2 separate regions of the Anser cygnoides genome follow, and region 1 is linked to region 2. Evidence: chromatin contacts called from public Hi-C data. All regions are on one chromosome and are shown on one strand. The core of a region is the stretch at or near the end of the contact, and the rest is flanking DNA. Distances in the headings are between cores, read along the strand shown. Region 1 holds the start of ACOT11 (acyl-CoA thioesterase 11). Region 2 holds the start of NDC1 (NDC1 transmembrane nucleoporin).

Region 1 (5,659 bases), core at 1,957-4,456, 140 kb after region 2:
GAGCGCCAGCACCCAGACCACGGCGTGCCGGCACCCGCCTCCTGTCCCACCCAGCCCCTCGGTGCCCGGCGTTCACCCGTGATTCTGGGGGGGATTGGGGTTTTTTTGGGGGCGTTCATGGGTTATTTTGGGGGGGTTCATTGTTTTTTGGGGGGTTCATGGGTTATTTTTTTCATTCCATGGGTTATTTTGGGGGGGGTTCATGGGTTATTTTTGGGGGGTTCCTTGTTTTTTGGGGGGTTCATGGGTTATTTTTTTCACTCCATGGGTTATTTTTTTCGGGCCCGTGGGTTATTTTAGGGGGGTTCATGTTTTTTGGAGGGGGTTCATGGGTTATTTTTTTGGTGTTCATGAGTTATTTTGGGGGGGGGGTTAATGGGTTATTTTTTTTAGGGTGATTTATTGGAAGGGGGTTATGGGTTATTTTTGGGGGTTCAGAGGTTATTTTTTTGGATTCATGGGTTATTTTGGGGGCTCCATGGGTTGTTTTTTTCAGTTCACGTTTCTTTTTGGGGGGGGATTCATGTTTGATTTTTTTTTTGGGGGGTTCATGGGTTATTTTTTGGGGGTTCAGGGGTCATTCTGTGTGTTCAGGGCTTAATTCGGGGGGGCTCAGGGGTTATTTTTTGGGCTCAGGGGTTAATTTTTTAGGGCTCGGGGGTTATTTTTTTGTGTTCCCAAGGGAGCAGCAGCGCTCAGGCTTTGCGGTGCGGGCTTCCTGTTTACCCGAGCGGCCGCACATTTGGGGACGCTGGCGGGGAAGCGTCACCGGTGCCGGTGGCCGCGCCGTGCCGCGCCGTGCCAAGCCGGTTCTGGGCCGGGCCGGTTCCATTCCGTTCCATTCCGTTCCATTCCAGGCCGTTCCGAGCCGTTCCGTCCCGTCCCGTCCCGTCCGGTCCCGATCCGTTCCGTGCCACCCGCGCTCCCCCGGGGGCGGGGCGGACGGCAGCGGGGGAGGGGGGCGGGGCTAGGCGCGGAGGGGGGCGGGGCCTACCGGGACGCGGAAGGGGCCTCTTGAAACCGCCGCGCGCTGATTGGCCGCGCGCCCGCCCCGCCCCGCCCCGCCGGGGCCCGCGGGTGCCTCCGACCCCCCCCTCCCACCCCCGCCGGAACAAGATGGCGCGGGGGGGGGGGAGCGGGAGCTCGGGGCAATGGCGGCCCCTGGCGGCACCGGGCGGGGCGGGCGCGGGGTGAGGGAGCCGTGAGGGAGCCGTGAGGGCCCTGTGAGGGCTCCGAGGGCCCCGTCCCTCGGCTGCCGTCCCCAGCGCCGCCCCCCCCCCGCCGTGCTGCCGCCTCCTGGGGGGCTGGGAGCAGCTGCTGGATGAGGAGGAGGCGGCTCGGGGGGGAGCCGTCAGCGGGTCCTGTCAGCGCGGCTCAGCGCCCGCCGTAGTGCTGGGTCCTGGTCCGCGGCCCCTCCGCATGGCCCGTCGCCGCACCAAGAAATCATCCGTACACACAGCCCGTCACCGTGTCCCGTCACCACAGCCCACACCTCACCACATCCCCGTATCCCGTACCACATCCCATCCCCACCATCCCACCACAGCCCACACCTCACCACATCCCCGTATCCCGTACCACATGCCACCCCCACCGTCCCACCCCATCCCCACACCCCGACACCACAACCCGTCGCCACGTCCCATCCCCATGTCCCACCCCCACGCCCCATCCTAGAGGCAATGGCCTCAGGTTGCACCAGGGGAGGTTCAGGTTGGGAATGCGGAGACGTTTCTCCTCAGAAAGAGCGGTCAGGCGTTGGGACGGGGTGCCCGGGGAGGTGGTGGCGTCACCGTCCCCGGGGGTGTTCAAGGGAAGGTTGGACGTGGTGCCTGGGGACATGGTTTGGTGGGTGACATTGGTGGCAGGGGATGGTTGGACCAGGTGACCTTGGAGGGCTTTTCCAACCCTAATTATTATAGGATTCTAGGGTTATATCCCACCACCCCACCTTGCTGCCCCATCCCGTCACCCCATAACGAGACCGTCCCACAGCAGCCCCCTCGTGCTGCCCTCCCTTCTCCCCACTGGCACCCACGAGCCCCGGGGCCATGGGCAGAGCTAACGGAGCCTCCCCGCGCTGCCCCCCGGGGCCCTGCGAAGCCTGGGAACAGCCCCACCGCGTTAATTAACCGTTGGGGCGAAGCGCGCCGTGAGGCGCCGCGCTGCCCAAGATCTCGCCGCCGATAGCGCGGGTGCCTGCCGCAGCCTGTTGCCGCGCTCCCCCCAGCCCCAAAATGGCTCCGGGGGCAGGGTTGGTCCCATGGGGCCCCGATGGGACTCAACCGGCCTCCCAACCGGCCTCCCTCAGGGCAAGCCTCGTGGCTGGCCTCACGGGGAGGACGTGAGCGGCCGCAGCCCTCGCTCAAAGTGCTCCGAGCAGCACCGAAGCGAATAGGTCAGCTTTTTTTTTTTTTTTTTTTTTATTGCTCCGGAGTAATTAAGGGTGTAATTAATAATCGCTGTCCCGGTTGCTCGAGCAGGCTCAGCCCGACACGAGGCTGGGCTGAGGATCCCCGGCCTCTCCTGCAGCCTCCCCAGCGCCGTCCCCAGCCCGACCGCGGCTCCTGCCCCTCTGCCGGCCTCGCGGAGCCGGGGACCGTCCCTCGTTACTTACTCCGAAGGGCTGCCACAGTCTTTTAACCCCAGTCCCTGAGAAATTTCAGTCATCCCAAGGAGAATAGCTGCTCGCAACCGTTTGCTAATTACACGTATGGATGTCAATTAATTCATTTAGCTAATTATCCGCTCCGTGAGCATCACGCACCGAAGAACTGTAAAAGACGGGCACGCGGTGGTGGACGGGGAGTGAGAAGCTCGCGCGCGTGCGGGCTCGGAGGTGGGAGCCACGGCGGGGACGCACCTGGTCGGTGCGATGGCTGCAGGCCGTAATTACGGCAGCGCCCTAATTGCCCCGAAAAAACACCGAGCCTGGCCTCGAAACTTTTGTTGGGAGCACACGTCGAGCACCTGAAGTGTCTGCAGCGCCCTCCAGCATTTCCCACCTCCAGCCTAAATTTGGCCCCGCCGCGTCCCGCAGCATCAGGTCCAGATGCTGGGTACCCGCTGGGACCACCCGTGCTGTCCCCGGGGTGGCCGCTCCGAAGCCTCGTGATTTTTATTTACCAAAAAAAGCGAGGCCTTGTTTCCTGTTGAGTTTGTTTATTTCACCGCTGGCTTTCCAGTGCTGGGTGTGCCTGTGAGGGGCTTTGATCGAACTCATGTACGCTGACGGCCAAAGGTTTGCTTATCAAAGCACGTAAATAAAATGCAAACACAACAACACCTCCCGAAAAGCTAACAGGCTGCGCGGCTACCGCAGCAGCACGGCAATTTGCATTTTCTTTCCTTTTTTCTGGAAACTTTTTTTTTTTTTTTTTTATGATCCCAGCCAGATCTGCCTCAAATGCAGCGGGGCCAGGGAGCGACCGAGGAAATTGGAGAAGCTGCGGGGGCTGCGGGGGAAAGCCAGCGGGCAGGAGTCCTTCCAGGTGCGTGCCGTGCCCGTGCCCGCTCGGACGCGGTGCCGTGGGGAAGGAGGACGCGGGGAGACGGGTGCCGTGCCCTGCAGCACCCCGTGCCGGAGCACGGCGCTCCCCGGCACCTCCCTGGGTAGGGAAGCTTTGTGAAGCGCTACCTTAAGAAAAGTTGAGCGCTTATTTAAAAGGAAGCAGGGGGTGTGCGCTGGCTGCGTCCCAAAAGCAGCGTAGAACTGGCCTCGACACCCGCACCCCGGGTGCTGGCCGAGCCCAGCGCCGCACGCAGGTGTCCGGACGCCTCTCCTCCTCCTCCTCGCTCTCCTCCTCCTCTTTCTCCTCCTCCTCGTCTTCCTCTTCCTCCTCACGCCGCTCCGCCGCGCTGCAAATGCTCAGCTTCTTCTGGCTGAGGTGAGGGCAGAGGGGACACCCGGGGCAGGGGGGGACACGGGGACACGAGGGACGGTGGCACGCGAGCGGGGCGAGATGCCCTGTGCCACCCAAAGGAGTTTTCACGGCGGGCGTTGGAGCAGTGCCTGCAGTGCCAGTGCTGCGGGGAGAGGGCCTGGGGGGGGAGTCCCTCCTTGCCCCGCTTGCCCAGGGGATGCCCCCTTGCCCTTCAGGCTGCCGGTGTCGGGGCTTTGCACCAAGCCGTGCCGTGGGGCGCGGGGAGGGGGACGCTGGCAGGGAGGCGCTGCACGAGCCCGAGCCACCCGCTTCCAACAGCCCCAGGGCTGTCCGGGGGTGCGGGCAGGGATGTGGGGGCACCGGGGGTGAATCGGACTCCTTGTGCTTCAAAGGGGGCAAATATTTGGGAAGCGTGGGCATGGGGCCGCTACGGGGCCGGCTGGGGTAGCGTGGGCAGACGGATAGGGCGGCTGCATGACACCGTGGTGCTCTTGACCGTGGTGGTCCCAACCGTGGTGGTCCCAATCATCATGGTCCCGACCGTGGTGGTCCCGGCCGTGGTGGTCCTGGCCATGGTGGTCCCGACCATGGTGGTCCCCTCCCCAGGAGAGCCGTGGGGAGCAGGGAGGTGGGCAGCAGCCACGTGCCGGGCAGTGCTGTCGGGCGTCCCCACACTCGTGCCGTTTGTCCCTGTCCGTGTTGGCGGCACCTACAAGGGTTCATGTGCAGCTCTGCTCCCTCCTGGGGCTGGCGGCAGTGGTGCTGGGGACCTTTGTCCCCTGCAAAGCACCCAGGGGACTTTGGCCCCCTGCCGGGGCAGCTGCGGCCCCATTGCCCCCACGGCTGGGGACGGGCAGGGACGGGGCTGGGGGCTGCGGACACCCCTGGGAGTGGAGCAGAGGGAGGAGGAGGATGGAGGGACCCCAGCTGCTCTGGCAGCAGCGAAGGCTTTCCACGGGCTGCTGATGTACAACCTACAGCAAACAGACCTGTCCTCGCGGCCCCCACCGCGTGTGGCCCTCAGGTTGCTCTTTCCTGGCCCGACGCCTCGCTTTGCTCCACGAAACCCCCGGGGAAGGCATGACATGCGGTCCCAAAAAAGCTCTCGCAGCGTGCCAGGAGCTCACCTCTCCGGCACGGGGCCCTCGCTGCCCAGTCGAGGCGGCAGGATTTCCCTAAGTAGGTCAGGTTAATTTTTTTTAAGGCGTGCAGATTTGCTCGTTACCATGGATATTGTTCAATTACACACCGATAATCCACCCCCCCGCCCCGAGGACTTGTGTCGCCACTTTCCTTCCCCCCGTTTTTTTCTTTAAGCATTCCCAGGGACGGGTAAGGGCGCACCGCGGGGACGGAGGGGAGGTGGGAGAGCGAAGGCGGACGAGGGACGTCTCGGTTAGGAGCTGGGGAAGATGTTTCTGAGCCGGTGGGAGGACAGATGTGTCCGTCGGGTGCACCGTGCCCCGTTCAGACCCCAAGGGGGACAGCGCCGGGGACCCCCCGACTGTTTGGGGGTGGCTCACCCGTGCTCCTGGGGGCTCAAGGACTTGGGAACCTCTGTGCGAGGGGAAAATGAACAAACATCCCCATTTTCCCTACTATCAACTGCTCCCTGCTATTTTTCCCTACTATTCAACTCAGACTGGCTTCGTGGACACACAGCGCCTGGCACCCCCCTCTCCCCAGCCCCACACCCCAAATCTGTGGGGCCATTCGTGCCTCTGCGCCTCTCCCCCCTCTTCGGCGGCTCAGGAATTGAGCGTGGCAGGAGAAAT
Region 2 (5,638 bases), core at 2,843-5,342:
TTTCTAACCAAATACAGCGATTCCACACAACTGTGTTTAACAAGGAGAGGCAAAGATCTTCTGAAACGTAAGTACTTGTATTGCTAAAAACAAAAACATTAGTTTAATATTCTGCATTCAGAACAAAGCAACGAAATGGTAAAAAAATAATGACAATGTCCTTAAAAACTTCTGGTCAAGACAAATTTAAAAAAATAGGTTAATGCAATGCCAAGTGTTGCACCTACTATTTATTCTCCCAGGCAATTTCTGTCATTTTAGAATCATCTCTAGTTTTCATCCCTTTCCTTGTAGCGGTATGAAAATGTATAGGGAAAAAACTGACTGCATACAATGGGAAACAATAAAAAAATCTGCCTAATGCAAAACAAACAACAGACATTTCATCTGCTAGATTTCAGGTTAGATTAACAACTGTTCCATTAAAACGCAGGGAAAATTCAGATATATGAGAGTTGTATTGTCAGCAATCCTCCAAGCAGCAACAGCGGTGTAATACTGATGCCCTTCTCCGTGCAAACAAATTACATCTTTCCAAAAGAACAAAGCAACCTGTATGACACTGTATGTAAATGAAGCAAAAGCAATTTTACTTTTTATTCAGCTAAGCTGCATTTAAATTAAAAAAAAAAAAAAGAAATAATAATATAACTCTAAAAAATACTAACTAAAGCATCACCAAAATGATGCTCGGTGTGCTGATAAACTGAATGGGCATAGATTGACTTAAACGTGTTCCACTAATACAACCAACCTCGTGTAAAGGCACATTTTGCCAAATTGGTTGGACTTCCTAAATCTAGGAATCATGTAAAGTTAGCGGCTGCTGTGAGACTACGTGAACAGAAGAAATACTTTTGAGATGATGTTTCACAAGCCACCCCTCACCACTTCTCACTGGTGAGATTTCTGCAGAACTGCTAGAGGCTCCTCCAAAAGGATTAATGCAATTCCTGTTTCATAGCAGCACACACATGAAGTAACTTCGGAGGCTGAGTTTTAAGCAACTATCTATATGCTATTTAGACTTTAAATAATGTGGTATGCCATTGCAACTGACATTATTTTTATTTTTTAAAATACTCATGATTTTCAGCTTTTAGGTGACCTTTTTTTGTCAGTCCCTGAAGTTAACGATCAGTTTGTGGTTACCGTCTCTTTCCAGAAGCTCACTTTCTGCAGTGAAAGTGATCTTAATCAACTTCTAAATGCAACAGAGGGGCTTCGTCAGTCTGGATTTCTATGTTCATTTGAAACGGGCTGAGCAGGAAGAAGGAAGGTGAACACCACTGGCATCGGAAGCTATGTGAGTACACACTTCATCTATTAGTGAAAGTTATCAGACAGCTGGTACAGCCATATTCAAAAAAAAAAAAACAAGGCTTTTTTGATCAGTTTCACTTAGACATCTTTCCACAAAGGTATTTAAATCTCTTACCTGTATAATTGGAAATGGCAAATAATTCATGTTGTTAATAAGATACAAGAGACTATAACTGTATCCAATGAAAGCTCCAGAAAGTAGAAAAAAGAGGTGATACTCATTTAGGCACATCTGAGGAACAGCATCTTCTGGGCTAAAATAGAGAACTTAGTATTAATTCAAAGTTTAAAAAAAAAAGTAGTCATTCTAGTCTTTAGAAGTTTGAATTGGAAGTTCAATTTTACTCTCCTGATCAGTACCCATGATGATATCTCAGTAGGTTTTTTCCTAAAGTACAACGCTCACTATCTTTGTAATTTATATACGAGGATGCTTCTGATATTCAGTATGTCACATCAACCAAAAGACTGAGAATCAGTTCAAATAACCGTTCTGTCACCATTCGACTTTCCATTAACAGTTCCAGCAATTCTGTTTTTCTGGCCCAGTTATCTCTCTACGCATCACAATATTTATAAAATAGGATACTGCCTAGCCTTTATTAAAGGCTATCAACAAGAAATATGCTCATTTTTGATAGTACTCAAATTTTAGCCTTCTGCTTAAAAAAAGGCCATGGGTAAATACATTTTACAATATAAATTCTTTGCGTAATTTATCCTTAACGCTCACGATTACCTTTCTGAAGGTGTGCAGGGCACAGCAAGAAACTGGAACTTCCCTTTTGTCATAACTGCAGCGCACCAAGCAACCAGCATTCCCATTACAGCGTGAACAGCTGAATGGATAACTTGCTGAGGATGAATAATTTTTCCTATCAGCGCTAATCGAGAGCATGGTATCGATGGCACAACTGTAAATAAAAGCCAAAAGTGAATTTTCAGTTGTTACTAACAAAAACCCCCATTTGAAAAGAATGCCACTGGCACCAAAGAACTTTTCAGCTGCAGTCAGCCTCTAGTAAAGAAATCAACGAAGCAGCTAAGCTGAAGGGGGTGTCAGCCATGAAGTAAGCAGGAATCTGAAATGCTTTTCCTTTGGCTGTTTGAGCCCCCCTCGGACTCACACAAGTCCACTGTTTTCAAGGCCTCCCTGCGTCACTGCAGTAATGAGTAAATACAAACCATTACCTCTGCCTAAAACTAACTTCTCTCTACATTAATTTATAAAGAAATCTGTCAGTGCTAAGTACATTGGATGTAAACGCAAATCCCTTAAACGGCCATCCGTTTTAAGCCAGGTTTTATAGCGAGTTCAGCAATGCGTATAACCCACCTGCGTAGAATTCAACGTTGAAGATGCTTATTACCAGTATCACCACAGACATAAGGAGGATACAAAAGATGACATACGAAGTATACAAATCATTGAAGGAATCTAAGATAAGAAAAAACAATTATTGCTCAGAAGATTGCAGTAACAAAGCAGTGACATTAACTAACAGAGTAACGGTAAAGCCTTTAACAATAACCCATTGAGTGCACAAAGAAGAGCAATGTTCAAAGGACTGTAATCTCATACTAGATCTGCCCAGCTGTGTGACACTTCTGGATACAAATACACTTAAGTTTCACATAAAAAGTACTTTATACCCTTAAAACTAGTTTTCTGATAAGCCACCACTCAGAGCTTTATTAAAAGTAAAATCAACGTGAATTTAACCGTAGGCGATGTTACACAGCTTCCCTTTGCTTAACAAAAGCTGTGACCATACGGTCACACTAGGCAGATAAGAAACTCCTCACAGAATAACTGATTTTGTTTAGTTGTCTTTCAGGCCTTTATATTTCCAAAGGCGAAAAGAAATCAAGTCTCTCTGCCTCGAGCAGCTAAACGCTCACAGGTATCAAGCTTCCAGCTAAACGCTTCCCTTAATTTTCTGCGCGTACGCTGGAGGGAGAGAGAGCTCACCACATCGAGCGTGCTCTTTTGGGAATTCCACTTGAGATTCAAAGCATCGTGATGTGAGGAAACTTAAGTGCTTCACGGAAGGAGCAGTTGCCCATGGTGGAAAGGGGAAGTGTGTCCAAGTCCTCAAAGCAGAGGGCTGCCCCTATCACCTCATTTTTTCTCTGAAGGATACACTTAGTTGTTATTGCTGCCTAGAGAAAGCCACGGCTACGGTGGTTACAAGTAACGCAGAATTTTACACTTCAAAGCCTGCACACCACTTAGAAACGCACAAAGAAGGGAAACGCAAAGCCAGGCAGCCTCTACCCGTCCCGAGACCGAGCCCAACACAAAGATGGGGAACGAAACACAGAGAGGCTTTTTGTAGGGCCACAAAGGCACCAAGGAACACCTCGCTAAACGCCTGGCTCTACACCGGGCGCTAAGGCACCGGGCCCGGGCCACCCACCGGCGATCCAGCGCAGCGGGCGGAGCGGCTGGGCGCGGCCGAGCAGCACGAAGGCGGCGGTGCAGGCGGGCAGCAGCAGCACGGACCAGGCGACGGCGGCCGCCAGCCTCCAGCCCAGCACCTGCGGGAGGCAAAACGGCGTCAGGGGGGTGGGCAGCGGGACCGGCGGAGGTGGGTGGGGGAAGGAGGGGGTCGGGGCCGCGCTCACCTGGCGGAGCAGCGCCCGCTGCCGGCACGAGGCCGCCGCCTCCATGGCCGGGCCCGCGCCGCCGTTCGAAGGGGCCGCCGCCCGCCGCCCCCTTCCTCTGAGGCGGCTTCCGGTGCGAGGCGCGCCGGGAAAGGAGCGGAGCGGCGGCCGGGCGGGAGGGACTACAAGTCCCGGCGTGCACTGCGCCGCGGGGGGGGGGGGGCGCTGCGGCATGGGGGCGGGGCGAGCTCCGCCTGAGGCGAGAAAAGACCCGGGAGGGTCGGGGGCGCACACCTCAGGGTCAGCCCCTGTGGGGAGTCTGAGGTCCCCGCCAACCCAAACCAGTCACGTTCTCTGAATTTTAAGGTTTTTTTTAAACGTGTTGACAGTACCACGTATCAAAAAATGTATTTTTGAGTCCTAAAAGGTACCCAGGAAGAGAAAGGGGCCGTGCGGGAGGAAAGATTCTCACATTGATCCACGCGATGAAGATCGTGTCACAGCTTTTAATGATCACTTTCGCCTGGCATAGATATATAGATATATATATTTAAATCTAACATAACTTCTGCTTAGGAAATATTCTGGCTTTTCACATATATGCTTCTGGACGGTGTGCTCGCGGAGGCCTGGCCTTTTGCTCGTCTCCTGGACTCGCTCCCCGTCGCCTCCTTCCCCCAGGATCCTCCCGCCGCCTGCCTCTGGCAGCGCTCCCGGCTGGCAGGGAGCTGAGGCTGAAACCATCCCACAGGAGGAACGCGGTCCGGATGGATGGCGCGGGCACTGCGTCAGCCCTGCGCAGAGAGCACACCGATGTCCCCGTACGCACAGCTGTGCTGCTCCGAAATACCGTGTCACAGACATCAAGGGGGAAACACTACTTACTTCTAATATTAAAAGCAAAGGGGAATGCAAATAAATTGATTTTTGCTTAAGTTTGACTTCCAGAGTTAAATTGTAATAAATACTTATTAGAAAGGACTAAAGGCCATCTTTGAAATGACCTGAGGGACAGAGTACATTATCTAAATACATGTTATTTAGATATTTCTTTGTCAAGAGTAAACCTCAAATAAAAGAAAGGTAATTTGTCTCTGTTCCTCAGTCTTTCACATTTGTATGGCTATATTTTAACGTTACAACTTCAAGAAAAGCTAATAAATGGTATTTATATATGGACGCCATTTGGCAGAACCCAGCTGTTAAACCCTTTTCAGGGAAGAGTTTCAAAACATCTGTGTCCCTAACCACAGGATAATGTTTTCAGGTGGTTACATAAGAAATCTGAGATTTGAGTTTTACCTTATTTACTGAGATTTTATTAGTGTTGTTCCATTGTGAGCGGGGACAATAGGTGCAGGAAAATCCACTTCAGGGGCATCAAAGAAGTAAGCCTAAGTTATTGAAGAGGAGAAAAAAAGATCATTTAGAAAGAAACACAGTGCTGCCTCACCAGCCCCTGTTCACACTTTCCACATCCACTGTTCATGGGGTGCTAACACAGCACAGAAATGATTGAAATCTGTTGTTTCAAAGTGTTTTTATCAGATTAGAAATATTCAATTAAAATGGCACTCTGAACTGGATTTTTAAATATAAGAGCAGCCAGCAGTTAGCTTCCCAAGGCCTTAGAAATGATCTGCACTGGAAGGGACAGGACTGCAGAAATTTACTTGACTGCTGATTAACAGATGAAGATCCAGGCAGC

Evidence for each region. A called contact is a pair of places that touch in the nucleus more often than the background predicts.
Region 1: a contact with region 2 is called in a Hi-C map of liver, with 3 times the contacts expected there. The contact joins the promoter of ACOT11 here to the promoter of NDC1 in region 2. A contact is called at or near these places in 3 of 7 Hi-C or Micro-C datasets (fetal liver and liver).

Annotation. Positions count from the first base shown.
Region 1 is chr8:28,383,367-28,389,025 of Taihu_goose_T2T_genome, forward strand. It overlaps ACOT11 (acyl-CoA thioesterase 11), which reads left to right and starts at 3,207. Exons shown (of 18, transcript XM_067001821.1): 1 at 3,207-3,241; 2 at 3,392-3,491. The coding sequence starts at 3,222.
Region 2 is chr8:28,238,310-28,243,947 of Taihu_goose_T2T_genome, forward strand. It overlaps NDC1 (NDC1 transmembrane nucleoporin), which reads right to left and starts at 4,093. Exons shown (of 18, transcript XM_067001575.1): 1 at 3,952-4,093; 2 at 3,744-3,864; 3 at 2,660-2,761; 4 at 2,063-2,237; 5 at 1,439-1,577; 6 at 1-83. The coding sequence starts at 3,996. It overlaps YIPF1 (Yip1 domain family member 1), which reads right to left. Exons shown (of 9, transcript XM_048062234.2): 8 at 5,233-5,324; 9 at 4,423-4,814. The coding sequence ends at 5,238.